2 separate regions of the Mus musculus genome follow, and region 2 is linked to region 1. Evidence: chromatin contacts called from public Micro-C data. All regions are on one chromosome and are shown on one strand. The core of a region is the stretch at or near the end of the contact, and the rest is flanking DNA. Distances in the headings are between cores, read along the strand shown. Region 1 holds the start of Gsc (goosecoid homeobox). Region 2 holds the start of Dio3 (deiodinase, iodothyronine type III).

The links. A called contact is a pair of places that touch in the nucleus more often than the background predicts.
Region 2: a Micro-C map of embryonic stem cells shows a contact between it and region 1, with 8 times the contacts expected there. The contact joins the promoter of Dio3 here to the promoter of Gsc in region 1. A contact is called at or near these places in 1 of 39 promoter capture datasets (cranial neural crest) and 2 of 484 Hi-C or Micro-C datasets (both in embryonic stem cells).

The regions. Positions count from the first base shown.
Region 1 is chr12:104,471,909-104,474,875 of GRCm38.p6, forward strand. It overlaps Gsc (goosecoid homeobox), which reads right to left and starts at 1,328. Exons shown (of 3, transcript NM_010351.1): 1 at 853-1,328; 2 at 85-344. The coding sequence starts at 1,207. It overlaps Gm10000 (a long non-coding RNA gene), which reads left to right and starts at 1,622. Exons shown (of 6, transcript XR_381874.2): 1 at 1,622-2,674.
Region 2 is chr12:110,277,393-110,280,568 of GRCm38.p6, forward strand. Dio3 (deiodinase, iodothyronine type III) reads left to right here and starts at 1,838. Exons shown (of 1, transcript NM_172119.2): 1 at 1,838-3,176. The coding sequence starts at 1,840. The coding sequence ends at 2,754. It overlaps Dio3os (deiodinase, iodothyronine type III, opposite strand), which reads right to left and starts at 676. Exons shown (of 4, transcript NR_002866.2): 1 at 591-676; 2 at 159-357; 3 at 1-34. It overlaps Mir1247 (microRNA 1247), which reads right to left and starts at 737; the gene lies at 656-737.

The DNA of each region.
Region 1 (2,967 bases), core at 78-2,577:
AGGAGGACCCGGCAAAAGCCGCGTGCAGGGAAGGACCGCTAGACGCCCCCACCCCAGCCCACCCCCGCTGGGGCTCTTGCCTACCTCCACCTTCTCCTCCCGAAGGTGCACCTTCCTGGCCAGCTGCTCCCGAGTGCCCACGTCTGGGTACTTCGTCTCCTGGAAGAGGTTCTCCAGGGCTTCGAGCTGCTCATCGGTGAAGATGGTGCGGTGCCGCCGCTTCCGCCGACAGTGCAGCTGGTTGAGCAGCTGCAGCTCAGTGCGCGACAGCGTGCCCACGTTCATGTAGGGCAGCATCTGGTGCGGCACCGGAGACACCAGTACAGAACCGGGGCCCTCGTAGCCTGCGACAGAGAGAGGGACGGGAGTCAGTCATCCTCCCTCGGCACCGTAAGCCAACCCGCTCGCTGCCCTCGCTCACTTAAAAATAAAAAAAGTCTGCAAGGGGCGCTATGTCTTTGGGGGGCACCGAGACCAGGGATGCCCAGACGTGGAAGGAGCGTCTGCCTGCACACATCCAAAAGCCAGTTCAGGCACTTTAGAATCTCCCCGCGTCCTCACTTCATTCCCGCGCGCGCGTGGAGTCGCCCCGAGACTCCCGGTGACTCGGCTTTTTAAACTCTAACCTAAAGTTTACAGTAGACGTATGCAAAGTCCCCGTACCCGGTGACCCAAAAATATATTAATTAATTAAAAGTAAAAGATAAATAAATAAATGGGAGAACGGGGAAGGCTTGCAAAGGGAGAAAGTTGGTGCCAGGTGAGTAAAGCAAGCAAACCGCGCGTCCATGCCCCGGCAGCCACCGACTGCCGCAGTGGCGAAGGCCGGCTCGCGAGCGATCGCGACCCTACCTGGGGGCGTCGGGACGCAGGAGCACTGCTGGGCGCCCAGCGGCGGCACAGCCCCGCAGCAAGCCGGGCCCACGGGCGCCGCCTGCACGTGCAGCTGCCCGTAGAAGTAGCTGTTGTAGCCCAGGCGGGAGCTGCCGACCGCGGCCGGGAGGCCCGCGCCTCCGGGGGCCACAGGGCGCGGGTAGAAGGCGCCGTAGTCCGAGGAGGTGCCGCCGCCGGCGCCGTAGAGCGAGTCCCCGTGTAGAGCCGGGAAGACCACCGGAGCCGCGGCGCTGGGCGCCACCGGGAGCACCGCGTCTTTGCAGCGCGGCCGGGCGGCCAGGATGTTGTCGATGCTGAACATGCTGGCGGGCATCCCCGAGCCCCGCGTCGGGACCGGGGGGCGGCGGGGACGCGCCGAAGAAGAAGAAGTCTCCAAGTGGTGTTGTTTGGGGTGGGGGTTGGGAATTGTCCCACTCTCTGCTCCCGCGGGCGAGCAAACCGAAAGAGAGCGCGGGCGAGCGCGCAACTCGCGCCCCTCCCCGCCCCCTGCGTCCGAACTCCCTCCTCCCGCCCTCTCCTCCCCTCGCCGCCGCCTAGCTGAACTCAACCCGCGGGTAGGACGCAGCTCCGACCGGCTCAACCTCTTGTTGGTTTTATACTGAGTCGACGTCATCCTGGATTTAGTTCCTGGTAATATGCAGATGACAAACAGAACCAGATTTGGTCCTTTTCTTTTCCTTTGGGTGGTGTGGAATGGGGAGGTGGGGGTGGGCGGGGGGCGCTTGCAGGGGAGGGGGAGAGATGCCAAGAGGAGGGGGGCCACAGGGCCTGAAAAAGATTGTGGATTGAGAATTAATGAAATTAACCTAATCTTTTCCATTCGGCAGCCCCGGCGCGGCCCCGGCCTTGCTGGGCGGGCGGCCTAATTGCCCAGGTTAATCTTATTAATACTATTGTCCTGCCGCCGTTAACAACTCCGCCGCCGACCTCTCCGCCCCGACCCTTTTCTCTCTATTATGGGGTGCGATTTCCTATGGTTGTAGCTCAAATTCATTGTGGCTAATTTTACTTTAGGACTACTTTTTACTCTCTTTCGGAATCTGTTTGCTTTTAAGAAATGAGGGTGGCTGTGTCCTCCCTCAACTAAGACTGAAAGTGCCCCCCCCCCGCAGCCAACCCCCTACCCCGTGAACTCACTGCCTAATTTCACTTCTCCACCCCCCCCTCCGTCTCTTTCCCAAAATCTTTTGTTTTTGCGAAAGCCAAATTTTCTCAGAGCAAAAACCATGAAAGTAGAAACGCGTCCGCCTTCGTACAAGTTGTCTTTTTTCTTCTTCTTCTTCTTAAAGCGGTCACTCTGGGTCTGAAAACTACCCTGACTCTCCCTAGCTCCTAACACACCAGTGAAGAGCAAATTCAGCCAGTCTTTAAAATTCACCACCCAGAGGAGCGCTCTGAAGCGATGCTTCCAGAGGCTTCCCGCGTGGGTGCCGATAGGTTCTGTGTATTTTTGATTATTAGTCTGGGAGAAGGGGTGCCTTCCCCCCCCCCAAAAAAAATTTTTTTGGCTTTAATTCTCGTGGGATCTACCGGGACTGCCTGTCTCCTTTCTCAACATATTGAGTGGCGTCCCTCTCTCAATCAGCGAGCTCTCCGAAAGGCCTCTAGCTGTCCTTCCAGGCCCGCGCTGGCCTCCGGGGGACCCCAGCGGCCTGGACAAAAGTCGGGCCACTGCGGGCGGCCGTGATGATTTGCGGGATTCTCCGTGAGGCACGGCCGAACCGCGGGAGGCGCAGCCAGCCTAGATCTGCGCGCTGGCGGCTGGGCGACCTGCGGGAAGGTAGGCGACCCTCTGGGCAGAACGAAAACAGAGGCCCAAAGTCGTGCGTCCCGGTGCCAGCCCGGGAATTGCACCGCCATCGCGCAGGCCACTCTCCAGCTACTCCAGGAGAGACCTGGGTAGAGGACTTCCATACCATTTGTGGAGATTCCTCTCTCACTGATAAGTCTGAGATAACTTCAACGCTGTCTAAAGCCGTACAATAAATGCTAAGTCCTCCCTGGCACTGGAGGAGATCCTGGGACCTCTCCTTATTGCTCTTCCTGGGTTAGAGAATCATTGCGGTAAGTTTG
Region 2 (3,176 bases), core at 588-3,087, 5.8 Mb after region 1:
TCCCGCGACCGAGGGACTCCCTGGGCAGAGCATCCTGCCAGGACAGCAGAAACCAGGTGGTGAGGGCGGGCGCCTACCTGGGCGCCCTCTGGGCTACTTGAGGTCGACTTTTCCGGACAAGTTCCATGGCTAATGGAAAGTGGTCTGACTGTGCTCACCCTCCCGAGACGCCAGCGCGGTCTCTGGTAGAGAAAGTTAGGTAGCTGGTCTCTCCCGAGAGGGCGATGCATGGGACGCAAGCAGCTGGAGCTGTAGTATCCGGCTGGGGTCCCGTTACCCCAGAGAAGGCCCCTGTGAGTGCTGGAGCATTCTAGGGAGTGCGATTCTTAGGCGCTGCCTTCGGGTTGAGGCCTTGACCTGAGGGGTCATTGTGAGGTGTATCTAAAGTGGAACTTGCTTAGGGTCTCGAGGACCCCAGGTCAAGCAGCCCCGCCGCCCCTGAACCCAAGTCTCCAGCAGTGCGCCACGCGCAGAGACAGATTAGGAGGTCTGCGCCGCTGTGGCAGAGCCGACCAGAGCCCCACGCTGTTGGGGAGTTGCCCCGCACCCCTAAAAAGCCTCAGCACACGTTCCCTGTTGAAAGTACGCACTTTACGCGTCCGGGCGCCTCCGCGGTTGAGTCGGGCCGCCGCGCTCCGAGTTCGCGAAGGTGGCTCAGTTCGGGCGCTCCAGTCTCGACGTTCCCGGGGCAGAGAGCAACGTCCGGGGACGAACGGGACGGGTGCGCCCGGCGGCCGGGGCTGCGCCGGGCGAGGCAAGCGGCGAGAGGGGAGCGCTCCCGCGTTCAGGCAACAGCTACCCCTAGTGGGAGAGCCGCCCGGGGCCGGCGCCGCCCCGCGCCCGCTGCCCCGCGCCCCGCGCCCGCAGCGCCCCGCGCCCAGGGCGTCCCGGAGCCGGCCGAGGGCGAGGCCCGGCGTCGCTTGCCGCGACTCTCCGGGTCTCCCGAGCTGGGCGCCAGCCCACCCGCGGGCCCTGCCCTCGGCACCTCCGGGCTGGAGCCGAGGGGCAGCTGACCCGGGAACCGCGGCGTCCGGCGGGAGCGAGATGGGACGGGGCGGGCGCGGCGCGGACTGGGGCGGCGCGCGGCAAGCTCGGGCAGCGGCGGGGGGCGCGGAGCGCGGTGTGCGTGGCGGGGCGGTGCGGGGGGCGGCCGTGTGCGAGGCGCGAGTGTGAGCGCGCGCGGGAGGCGGGCGGACGGGCTGCGGCAGTCGAGCGGCGCCCGCGGGCGAGCGGGGAAGGCGGCGGGAACCCAAAGTTGCCTCCTCGCGGGCCCGCGTCCCCGGCGGGGCTGCAGCCGGGGGCCGGCCGAGCGGCGGCCGCAGACCTGGACTCCCGCGGTACCTGGGCAGCGACCCCGCACGAGCAGCAGCAGCGTGGGCGGCGTTGGCGGCGGCGCGCGGGAAGCGAACCGGAGCTCCGGCGCGGCGCTGCGGCCGCCGGGGAACTCAGCTCAGGTGCGCGGCGAAGAGGGCGCGGGCTGGGACCCGCCCGCTGGGACCTAGGAGGTGCGAGGCGCTTGCGCGGGTTACACCATTGCCACCACTGACTGCTTGGCTCTGAGATCGGGCTCCTAGTCCCTGGACACAGCGGCTTCGGGGTCCCCCGCCCCTGAGAGCGGGCTGCGGGACTCAGGCCCGCCCCTGCCAGCCCCGGGACGCACCGCTCCACCCTCGACCAGCCTGCGCCCGCCCTCGACCCAAGATTTCTGGGGCATTGGCCGCGCCTCTGGGTGATCCCTCCGGGCTCAAGTTGCAAGGGGGCGGGCCCCGGTCGGAGGTGGAGTCTCCCGCCAATTCAAGCTTTGACTATAAATTGAGCTCCCAGAGCACCGAGGACCAGATGCCTCGCCAGGCCGCCTCGAGGTTGGTGGTCGGAGAAGGTGAAGGGCCCCCGGGGGCTTCGGGGCCCGCGGCCACCATGCTCCGCTCTCTGCTGCTTCACTCGCTGAGGCTCTGCGCCCAGACCGCCTCGTGCCTCGTGCTGTTCCCGCGCTTCCTAGGCACGGCCTTCATGCTCTGGCTTTTAGATTTCTTGTGCATCCGCAAGCATTTCCTGCGCCGTCGCCATCCTGACCACCCTGAGCCCGAAGTAGAGCTCAACAGTGAAGGCGAGGAGATGCCCCCTGACGACCCGCCCATATGCGTATCAGACGACAACCGTCTGTGCACCCTGGCCTCTCTCAAAGCCGTGTGGCATGGCCAGAAATTGGATTTCTTCAAGCAAGCCCATGAGGGTGGCCCAGCGCCCAACTCGGAGGTTGTCCGACCTGATGGCTTCCAGAGCCAGCGCATCCTCGACTACGCACAAGGGACCCGCCCGTTGGTGCTCAATTTTGGCAGCTGTACCTGACCACCGTTCATGGCGCGGATGAGCGCCTTCCAGCGCCTGGTCACCAAGTACCAGCGCGACGTTGACTTCCTTATCATCTACATCGAGGAAGCCCACCCATCCGACGGCTGGGTCACCACAGATTCACCCTATGTCATCCCCCAGCACCGCAGCCTGGAGGACCGTGTCAGCGCAGCGAGAGTACTACAACAAGGTGCACCTGGCTGTGCTCTGGTCCTGGACACTATGGCCAACTCTAGCAGTTCCGCATATGGTGCCTATTTTGAGCGCCTCTACGTCATCCAGAGTGGCACCATCATGTACCAGGGAGGCCGTGGCCCCGACGGTTACCAGGTGTCTGAGTTGCGCACTTGGTTGGAGCGCTATGATGAACAGTTGCATGGTACTAGGCCACATCGATTCTAAATAACCAAGGGACAAGTGACTGAATTGGTGGGCCGGGTCTCCTGGGCCTTCGAAGCCCACGTGCAAATGCTCCAAAGAAAGTCAAAGGTTGTGGGGGATCCCCATGACACAGATGAGCACAGCCACAGAACTCAGGCTGAGTCTGGCTAACTTGAGACTCTGCTATAGTGACTCCCTTTTGTACGTTTTTGGCTTGCTCTCAGGAGCATTGCTGTGGCTCGAACTGACAGCTTTGTCCCTGCTGGAGTTTACCTGCTGGACTTTCTGACACCAGGTCTCCAGCGCTGCTTCGGCAAAGCGCGAAAGTCCCCAGCATTTCACAGCTCGGACTTGTTGGCCACGCCCGCGCGCCCTGAGCGCAGCTGGGTTCCAGCAGCGCCTCAGGCTCTAGCTAGTTGCCTGGCACCCACCTGTCGAGCGCA